Regions from separate parts of the Mus musculus genome. Here regions 2 and 3 are each linked to region 1. Evidence: chromatin contacts called from public HiChIP or PLAC-seq and promoter capture Hi-C data. All regions are on one chromosome and are shown on one strand. The core of a region is the stretch at or near the end of the contact, and the rest is flanking DNA. Distances in the headings are between cores, read along the strand shown.

Evidence for each region. Promoter capture Hi-C pulls out the DNA fragments that hold promoters and counts their contacts. HiChIP or PLAC-seq counts read pairs in DNA pulled down with a chosen protein or histone mark.
Region 2: a CTCF HiChIP or PLAC-seq map of the NIH/3T3 cell line shows a contact between it and region 1, with 5 read pairs. The contact joins two enhancer-like sites. A contact is called at or near these places in 1 of 15 datasets of contacts at CTCF or cohesin (the NIH/3T3 cell line) and 3 of 115 datasets of contacts at active chromatin or transcription factors (embryonic basal ganglia, embryonic limb bud and embryonic stem cells).
Region 3: a contact with region 1 is called in a promoter capture Hi-C map of embryonic stem cells, with 4 times the contacts expected there. The contact joins the promoter of Spata18 here to the enhancer-like site in region 1. A contact is called at or near these places in 12 of 39 promoter capture datasets (the 3T3-L1 cell line, 3T3-L1-derived adipocytes, embryonic stem cells and 6 more), 1 of 484 Hi-C or Micro-C datasets (CD4 T cells), 6 of 115 datasets of contacts at active chromatin or transcription factors (T-cell acute lymphoblastic leukemia, embryonic basal ganglia, embryonic forebrain and 2 more) and 3 of 9 other capture datasets (adipose tissue, liver and macrophages).

The regions. Positions count from the first base shown.
Region 1 is chr5:74,284,484-74,287,826 of GRCm38.p6, reverse strand. All of the region lies in intron 5 of Scfd2 (Sec1 family domain containing 2), which reads left to right. Among named protein-coding and RNA genes, the nearest start is that of Gm32064, 30 kb to the left of the region's middle. Within about 2 kb of position 1,881, at least 57 of the 459 cell types and tissues checked have an H3K27ac peak or open chromatin away from gene starts, as enhancers often do. A contact at or near this core is called in 3T3-L1-derived adipocytes, the NIH/3T3 cell line and embryonic stem cells, where this site is marked.
Region 2 is chr5:74,959,619-74,962,961 of GRCm38.p6, reverse strand. Gm6116 (predicted gene 6116) reads right to left here. Exons shown (of 5, transcript NR_045866.1): 3 at 656-723. The region is part of intron 1 of Gm52778 (a long non-coding RNA gene); the gene reads left to right. Among named protein-coding and RNA genes, the nearest start is that of Gm6116, 12 kb to the right of the region's middle. Within about 2 kb of position 1,626, at least 51 of the 459 cell types and tissues checked have an H3K27ac peak or open chromatin away from gene starts, as enhancers often do. A contact at or near this core is called in the NIH/3T3 cell line, where this site is marked.
Region 3 is chr5:73,649,661-73,653,003 of GRCm38.p6, reverse strand. Spata18 (spermatogenesis associated 18) reads right to left here and starts at 1,624. Exons shown (of 13, transcript NM_178387.3): 1 at 1,332-1,624. The coding sequence starts at 1,418. It overlaps Gm34902 (a long non-coding RNA gene), which reads left to right and starts at 1,150. Exons shown (of 2, transcript XR_377025.3): 1 at 1,150-1,231; 2 at 1,536-2,024.

The sequences.
Region 1 (3,343 bases), core at 632-3,131:
GACCCTCTGTGAAGAAGGAGAGGACTGCAGGGCTCATCTCTGGCACTTGTCATGTGTTGACATCGCACTCCTTGGTCTCAACAGGTCCTCCAACCTGTATCTTCCCCTATTGTCCGTTGGCAGGGGTCTTAGGAGCCACCCCTTGCCCAGATCGTGGTTTCTCTCTTTCTGTTCCCTCAGCTGGAGGCATGGTACTCTGTCTCCAGGCGCCATGACATCCTACAGCCTGGAGTCATGCAATGACTGATGCTCCTGTCAGTTATTCTGGCTTTGGAGGGTATATGTGGATGGTAGCAGTCCTCTGTAAACCAACCTTTCCGTAAACCCTGTTTAAAGAGAAACTAGGTAGGGACCTGTCCTCTAGAGACCTCCAGAGAAGGATAAGAAAACAAAATGGAACCTAGAAAAACACTTCCTGTTCCATAGCTCGGTTAGAGCATTGTGTGTGTGTGGAGAAACATCCTGAGGAGAAATGCTTGTGGGAAAGAAAGGCCAACAGAAAGTCAGAGTTTGTTCAACTCTGTTCAAAAAATGCCAGCCTCAGTAAGTGGGGACAGAACAGTGATCGCTCACCACAAAGTCCTCTCCAACTCTACCTGTTTTTAGACAGAGAATCACAAAGCATCATGTCCAGAGCCCCGTCTTCTCATAGTGTTAGGTGGATTTCCTGCATGAAATCCCCACCAGAAACCTTAAAACGACCCGTGTATCGTTTCACGTGGTTCAGACTTTTGTTTTCTCTTCCCATCACAAATTCTTCCTTGTAGGCTAGGCATTTTAGATTTCGAGTTAGGCGTTTTTCTCAGTGCATCTTGACAAATCCTCCTTTTGTGGGATGAGGGGGTGTGCATATCCCCACAGCACACAGAGCGCCGTAGCACGGCTGAGGACGCAGATCCTTCATCTCTTACCATAGGGCTTGAACTTGATGCTTCATTGTCAGCTGCAAGTTTGCAGAATAAGATTCTCTCAGGGACACAAAGCAGGAAGTTGGGGGTGGGGGTGGGGTGGGGGAATTCTCCAAAGACTTATACAGCTTTAAGAAAACCTGACAGGATTTTCTTTTCTAAACACCAGGGAAAAGGGGGGCTGTAGGGTGTTGCCTTTTATGCAGGCAAAAGTGGGTGCACCTGCCGCAAAGCAGAGTGTGTAGAGGGTGGCCTGTCACTCCTATCCCCTTGCTGTCATAGGAGAAGTCATGTCTGGGCAATTCCTGCACCATTTTAAGTAGCCCCAGCTTTCCTGCTTGTTTTCCTTATCTAAGGACATTCTCTGGTGTGCTGAGAGATTCTTTGTGGCAGGGGCGAATATAAGTGGCATTGTGGCGACATCTGTTACAAATTTGGAAAAACATTTTTAAACCTAACTTGATTGAAGCGTGCTGTCTTTGACCCAGAATTCCAGACAGATTCTCTGGTCTTCTAAAATCATAAACACTCAATATTTGTGTTTCTAAGCTAATTTTTAAACCAATAAAAACAACAAAAAATTACATCTGGTGTTTTGCAATCTTCTAAAGGAAGTTTTGCAAACACCTTTGGGGTGTGATTTATTAATAAAACCTTGTTTTGTAAGGTGGTTTTGTATACCACTAGACACACATCCAGTATCACCACTCCAGTCCCCAAAGTCCCCAAGGTGACATTAGCAAGCCACTGAGAATTCATCTCGGATCCTGAGGAACTTGAGAGGCTTCTATTTTAGTATTTAGGATGAAACATAAGGCTAATTAATAAAACATGGTGCTAAGCTGTATGCCAAATGAAAGAAATATTTATTGGAAATAAGCAAAATGATTGTGCTGCCGTAGGAAGGGCCCTGTCCAGGCCTCTGAAGAATGCCGGGCATGCTCATCTGTTTTCACTAATGCATGCTGAATGCTTTGCCCAGCTTTCCAGAGCCAGGACAGCTCGGCCAGGATCTCCCCTTTACAGGGAACAGTCTCGCAGTCAGACAGTATTAAATAAGTGTGTTATGATCAATACTCTCTAAGACCCGAGAGAAATGGGAAAGCATAAACGGTCTGAGACTTAATTACATCCCAATTAAATAAGTTCTGTGTTTAAATACCCATGTCGTCTCAAAACTCTCCATAGCCTTTTTTATTTAGTTATATTTAAAAAAAAATGTGCTCTAGGCTACAGAATTCAGCTTAACACATTGACTTATAAAGGACAGAGGGGCAGGTAAGCAGAATCATTTTCCACTCTCACCATTGTTGGGGAAGGTACAAAAGCCAGCTTCATTGTTTTACAGCGGCTTGGGGAAACTGAAGACAGACCACAAAACCAAGAAGATTCAAAACTAAATACTCAGACTCTGGGGTTAAGCACTGCATATGGCTGGGCGTGGCTCTCTCTGACTCAGCAGGAATTACCAGGTCTTGCTCAGGAATCCTGTTTTATAAACCTTTTGCTGTTCATTTTGTCTCAGCTTGGTCTCTTTTAGGCTTTGTACACTCACCCAAAGGACCCTTGTCTCAGAGAAACTTAAATCTGTGAGCCTGTCCAAGTGCATTCCCACTGGAGTTGTGTTTTGAAGCCAGTGTCAGTCACCATGGGACACTTTTTGCTTCCCTGAAAAGGAATTAAAATGCGCCTTGAGGTTTCAGAGCACTGCTCATAGAGCCAGCCCCCTTATCTAGGATGGGTTCTTGGCCCGGTACTGAAGTAGGTATTTTATAGAGGAGCAGAAAAGGTTACTTTTAAAGATCTACCTGTACTCAAATTCCCCAGTTCGTAGTGGTTGTACTATCATTATATATCCCCTCCTTTTGTTTTAATATAAAGATAACTGACACAAAGCACCTTTGGCTTAATTCCCTACCGGGCTGAGTGGCATCACTGACTTCCTGTTTGGGAGCCAGGCTACAACATGAGTAAGTCCTGCTTTTGTGACTGCCCACTATTCCCCCATGTTTTCCTTCCTGGCCTTGAGCAGTGTGAAGGCACACATGGTAACTGTGTTGTGCATTCAGTTCCAAGGCTACAGTGAAGTGGCTTAGAAATCTAACTCCAGAAAGCACTGTTAGAAACACCCAGGATTCATACATTGGGGTTTAAACTCGTTTTTGGTTCTTGTACATTCTAAACCCCTTTTCCTGTTGCCAACTTTCCTGTAGCCCACACTTCAGGAACAGGCCCCGCATGGGGCTGCAACCCTCGGTTTAAGAGGCGGGGCTCAAGTGATGAGGCACTCTCTACTTGTGACTAGCTTCCCCTGGTCAATAGAGGTCACATGTTCATCATCTGAATGGGTCTCCAGTCTTACATATAGAAACTGATGTTAAAACTGACAAGTTATTGATAGGAAAAGACCCTCTATGTAGGCCTTGCAATTCTAC
Region 2 (3,343 bases), core at 377-2,876, 680 kb before region 1:
TCTCATTCTTTAGTGATGTGCAAATGCCTCGCAATTGGCTCACATGGAGTAGTAGCTGAACTTGGGATGGAGACATGTTTTTGTTGGCAGGAGTACACATTCGACATCTATGTACATGTGTGTCTACTTTTTGGCAGACTGCAGAAACACAGTGGCTTTGGTCTTTCACAAATCTCTGTGTACTAGATCCTACAAAACCTCACGGTCCAGCCCAGTGCCTGTTTCCTATACGGAGTTTTAAAGGACAATACCATTCTGTGATTGATCACCTTTACTGCAGCCAGAGTACTCCAGTAATGAAGAGTAAATGACAGGAACCACTAGTGGTTACAGGCAACCCCCAAGACTCCAGGAGGGGCTTTATAAGTGGTCACCTAACCTGCAAGCGTCTATCAACAATGAGAAGTGAGGTTCCACCTGTGATAGAGTAGGGATGTTGCCTCTTCCCCCTGGGTCCCCTCTCTAACATCACGCCTTAGGGAGGGAGGGGGTGATGGAAAGGCTAGGAGGCCTTCAGGGGAGTCAGTAGGGATAGAATTAGAGATTTATTTATTCGAGATTTACAGGGTCTTCAAGTATGGTCCACACGGATCTTCATTCAGAGTAAAAAAATGTTGCTACTCTTTGGAGAATAGAAATGGACTCAGCAACATACATGTTCAGTGCATCCTTGGGACATCATGGGTCCTGTTATAAGTTCAGTGTGTCCCACAAAGCTTGAGTCTGAAAATGAGCAGAGAAGAGAATGGAGAAGAAGCAAGAGCCAAATGCTCTTAGCTCTCCCCTCTTAATATATAAAGTTCGGCCTATGTGTGCCAGATTCACCTTTGATCATAGTTGAGTTGAGTCCTATATATTCAGTCTCATAAAAATTATCGCTATTGTTGTTTTGAGATACTGTCTCCCTCCATAGCCCAAGCAGACTTTGAACTCTTGACTCTTGAGTGCTGGGATGGAAGGCATTCACTGCCAACACCCAGCTATTATTACTATTATTATTCCTACTGTAACTCCATGGTGCAGGGGTTTGAGCATGGATCTTACACAGTGGGCCAGTGCGCTACCACTGAGCTATATACTTAGGGCTTTTAGAAAAAATGATTGGATATTCAAAATACACATGGTGCTTTAGGGCTGTGGAGTAATTTTAGGCAGAACAATGCTTTGTGTAGAAAGCCGTGCCTTCCCAACACTCCCAGTTTCTTCTCTTGGTTCCATTCTCCAACCAGTCCCTTGTTGTTAAGGGTAGTTTTGGTGCAAGATGCCTGTGGACTTCCATCTCTGACACCCTTCTGCTCTGGGCAAATTTACCAAGTCTCTAAGTGCCATTTCTGTATCTGTCTCCTGGGGCAAGGTATGTGTAGCAGGGCAATGTTGAGGACTTAGAACTGAATCTGACTCGCGTGCCCATTAGATATCAGTTTGATTAGAAAATGCACACGTTCCAGTTTCTTTGTAATTAGTCCATGTGCTCCAGTCCCCCTCCTCCCAAAGCTGTGAGCTCAAGATGGGAGACAAATGGAAAAACTTCTTCCTCAGAAATTCCTCTGAGGAAAAAAACGTCATTCCTCAGAAATGTGTAGGCGTGAGCGCCATCTAGCTGTGCTCTGGGTACTTCTATGATCACCAGGCAGAAAGTGAACAGGCTGGGGAAAATGTCCTTTGATCTGTCAGGCGAAGCAGAGCAGTCCCGTGGCCCTGTGGCAGGAGAGAAACTCAGAAGGCCTGTGTCTGAGGATACTGACTTCCATGAGAAGGGACCGGTTGTCTTCAAGAATATTAAGGGATGGAAGTCGGCAGGCAAGGGGACAGTTTAAGATTGGAACACAAATGCAGGGGGCACAAAGCAAATGCTTGTGTCTTGTGAAGCAGCAGCAGGCATGTGATTCTAAAAGGGTGATCATTAAGAAAGGCCCCTGAGAATGTGGAAGAAGGCCGTAGAGATGGATGACCCTCCAGGATGACGCAGATCACCAGCTACCTATTAACAGAAGAGTGGCAGAAGCAAAATCCAGCACAAGATGATCAAAAACCAAAGGGAGAAGAGACAGACGTCGAAAGGAAGACTGGTTCGGTAGAAGTGGAGTTGAGTGTCTACCTCGGTCTCTGGCACCCTCTGCTCTCTATTCAGCCTGGGGTAGGATGGAAAAGCTTGACTGAACAGAGAGGCTCCCAGGGAGGGAGGGAGGAGTCAAACTGCAGAGAAAAAGTCACCAGGACCCTTTGGAGTTGGCTCTACGAGGAGCCGGTGCCTGTATTAATGCTGGGTTCCTGTCTCGCGTTGCTAACACCCACGCCGGCAAAAACAAGGCACCGCTCTTTCTCCTCTGCCTGTGGAAATCTACCTGGGAGCTCGGCAAACCTAATAGCTCAGCAGCTTCCCTTTTATCAGAAGCCTTTGCTGGCTGCTAGCAATCAGCCCTGCGAATGGGTGTGGCTGCCAAGGCAGAAGACTGTGGCTCATACTCAGACTGCCTTGCTGTCACAGTCCAGATGAATACATTGTAACTGGAGTCCAGCGACAACATTGTTTCAAACTGGCATCGCCCTCTTGATCCCTCCATTAACTAACTAGCTCATGCAATACTTAAAATTCCAAAGGGGAGATGTGCCTCCAAAACCTCCAAGGACACAGAGAACAAGACCAGGGGATTTTAAATGTCTGACAAATAGTAGGCACTGAATAAATACTTATCACTCTTTCTGAGAAGAGGAATATTTGACTTTTCCTCTTGTGTCTTTTCATTAATAGCTCCATAAAACCTTTGCTCAGGGCTGGAGAGATGGCTCAGTGGTTAAGAATGCTTGCTGTTCTTCCACAGGACACCAGTGACTTTCCAGAACCCACAGTAGGTGGCTCACAACTGTCTAGCTCCAGAAATGCCAATGTCCCTTTCTGGCTTCCATAGGAACGGTTTCCATTCCATGCCCAGACACAAGAGAGAGAGAGAGAGAGAGAGGGAGAGAGAGAGAGAGAGAGAGAGAGAGAGAGAGAGAGAGAGAGAGAGAGGGAGAGAGAGAGAGAGAGAGAGAGAGAGAGAGAGAGAGAGAGAGAGAGAGAGAGAACCTTTGCTGGTTTTGTTTATTTTGGTTTGGTGCTGAGGTTGGAGCTGGCAGGTGTCAGGCACGTGTTCTAGCGCCACATCCAAGCTGCACCGCACCTTAGACAACTTAGGAGAACTCTCAGCAAGGTCACTGAAAATTTTCAGGTCTAACTTAGGGCCAAGCCAGGTTAATTCTCCCCCTCTCCCTTCCCTTTCCCTCTTCTTTCTCTTTCTTTGTGCACTCTACCAACTGAGCTACATCACCAGCTCCTGAGTCATAGTTCTTGAGTTTCTATGAT
Region 3 (3,343 bases), core at 375-2,874, 630 kb after region 1:
CCAGTGCTAATAATCCCCACATCTAGTACAGAAGGCACACCATATGCTCTGAAAAGAAAAGAAGCCTGTCTCAGAGCACAGTGGTGAGTGCAGCAGTGGGGCTCCTCAAATCAAGGCTGAGATGAAGAGGGCCAGAGAAGGAACTTCATGCAGCAAAGCTAACTCAGGTATTAGCCCGAATCATCCTTAGTTGGGAAAACTTGAAAGTGTGCATTGTGTTTAGAGTTAATCTGAGCCATTTACACACTTTCTTTTAAAGTTTCCTACTGGGGAATGGCTTTAACTGTGTTCATGATTCTAAAGGATTATACGTGACTTTTTTTTTTTTTAAAGTTAATTCTAGCTAAGCCAATAGGAGTATACACTGCAAAATTAACCTTCCAAACCAACACAGTTTACAGCTTTTTAATAAATATAGTCTTCTACAACTAACATTATTAACAACTAGAGTTTGCTGTAGGGAATACAGATCTTAAGGTTTAAGTCAAGATTCCCTAGTACTAATAAAAACCTCTTTGGGGGATTACAGGACTGTGCTTAGCAACGGATCCAAATCGAAACTACACTTAACAAGATATGGGATACGTTCAGATGTAAATTCAGAAACAAGATGATCTACATTATTTAAAAATGAGATCTAGAAAGTAAGTTTACATATTGTTTAATCCAATCCCAACAATGGAACAGATAAGATGCTGAGACCCAGTGTGGCTAGGAAACGTTATTTGGCTAGTTGTAGCCACATAGAGATGGAGAACCTAACCGTCACTTTCCTGACTGCTCCCCGCCTGGGTAAAACTCAGAGCCTCCTCTTGAAGACACTTCCATCGAAGAGAGCCAAGTTCAACATGCAGCTGTTGAAACACCGCTGAAGTGGCATTCATGAAGTTTGGAGTGTGCTTCTGAGTGTGACAGTGTGCTGGTGACACAGTAATTTCTTACAAAAGCCTTGCCAGCACCTCCTGGAAGTTGCCCTGCTACCCTAATAGCCATGCTGACCAGCGGGCAAACAAAAAGTGCAACCTTTACAAGTGCCCCTTTTCCTTAATAGCACCCAGGTGTAGGGAAAGTTCACTCCGGGAATCCCTAAAAAGGGAAGGAGGGGGGAAGGTCCTGAGAATGGGAGTGGCTGGCAGCTCTAAGCTACCCTTCTGTTGCTAGGGCCGCGGGTGTCCAAGGTTACCGAATACTGGTTAGCGCTACGGCTGGAGTCACCCCACCACCGATAAAGGTGGGGCTTTCTTCTTTGACCTGGGTAGGAGTCTGAGATCCCCGTTAGGGTCCCAAGAGCGGTGGGGTTGTGAGCCCTAGGATCTCCCACCCTGACTCACGTTGTAGTCGTTCACCCAGTAGGTGACTTTATCCTGCAGTGCTTGTAAAGATTCGCTTTTGGCCAGCTTCTTCAGGCTTTCTGCCATCGCGCGCTTTTTCGCGCTTCCGACTCCGGGAGATCTAGTAGTAGAGGGGACGAGGGAGTGGGTGGCTTAGGCTGAACGACGGGGTGATGTAGCTTAAGGATGTTATCTTCCACACAGGCTCAGAACGCGGCTGGAGTGTCCATCCTCCCCCTCGGGTCGGACCGGGCAGGTCCCCCCTGCCCGGCGCGCTGTTCTGGCTCCCCCGCAGCCGCCTGCCGACCAGGCCATAAATACCCCGGCGATTATTAAACAAACCTTGACGTGGCGGCCGGCTGCCAGGGACCCGGGGCTAGCGTCGGAGCAACGCCCCGCCCCCCACTCCTCGCTCCCAGCCTGGGGACCTTGGGGACCCACCCCTACCGCGACCTCCTCCCACCCAGCGCCGTGGCGTAACGGGCCCGAGGCGAAGGCACAGAAGCGTCGAAACTCCGACTTGTGCTACCCTCTGGAGGACACCCAGACCCTGGGGTGGGGGGCTGCTGTGGGACCCTGCGCTGGGAACCGCAGGGCACCTAACCCGGGGCTGCACCCCGTACTGGGTGGCAGTGCGTACGTAGGAAAGCAAGTTAACTTCATGAAAATTTTGAGTAGACTTTTTGGCAACCACTTCCTTGGCCCTTTCTTTATTCCTCCACCCATAGTGCCTTTAATTCTCCATTTGTGAAATTGGGACTCCAATGTCCGTTTTTTACTACTTTCATTTTGGGCTTTGTGCCCTCCTCCTCCTCCGTGGGTCTGTCCGTTGGTTTGTACTGTACAGAAAGACACACACTACCGGGCGGGATCCTCGCCCTGACTTCCAGGTCTTCCTCAGCACGATCAGGTGCAAGCCTGTGTTGTGTGGGAAGTGGGGGTGGGCGGGTGCCATGACACTCGTGTCTTACTGTTCGCTGTGTCAGGGACCTGTATTGCTGTTCAGAGGAAATCTAGCCTCTGTTCCATTTGCACGAAATTGCTTTTTAAAACGGAGTTGCTAGGATTTACCAGTCCGAGAAGTGGTTGTCATGCAAGCTCGAGGTCCTGAGTGGATCCACAGGAGACATGGGGAGGTTTTGGGGGTTGTTTTGTTTGGGTTTCTTGTTTGTTTGTTTGTTTTAAATCCGGGCACTGACACAGGAGATTCCCTGGGACTGATGGCCAATTGGTCTAGATGATTCCTGAGCTCTCTGTTCAGGCAGAGATCCTGTATCAAGAAAATAAGGTGAAGAGATTAAAACAATATCTGGCCTCCACACAAGTACAGAGAAAGGGGGAAGGGGAGGGGAGCGGAAGAAAGAGGAGGGGAGGGGAAGGAGAGGAAGAAAGAGGAGAGGGGAGGGGAGAGGGAGGAGAGGGGAAGTGAAGGAAGGAAAGGGGAGGGAGGGGAAGGAGAGGAGAGGGAGGGAGGAGAGAAAGGAGAGAGGAGAGGAGGAAAGGAGAGGGGAGAGGGGAGGGGGGAAGGAGGAAGGGAAGGGAGAAAATTATGGTAAAAGCAGAATAATGCAAGATAAAATCCTGAATATCAAATGGGTGTCATAGTGAACTGGTATAATTCCCGTTAAAATAAGACTGCTGTGAGAATTAGAGACATTGCAAGCACACAGCACCCTCCAAATGCATCAGAAGGGAAAAAACTTCAAAACATCATTAGACATGACGAACACTACCCTTGTGGTTAATTCTGTGAATTGGTTCTCATTTTAAAAAATCATTTATTTATTTATTTATTTATTTATTTATTTATGCTCCGTATTTTATACCCCTCCCGGTCCACCCTTTGACTGTTCCACACCCCACACTTCCTCCCCAGCCCCACCCCTGTCTCCACGAAGATGTCCCTACCCTCTCCCTCCCCAACCCCACCAGACCTCTAAACTCCCTGGTGCCTCCAGTCTCTCGAAGGTTAGGTGCATCTTCTCTGACTAAACCGGGACCCAGCAGTCCTC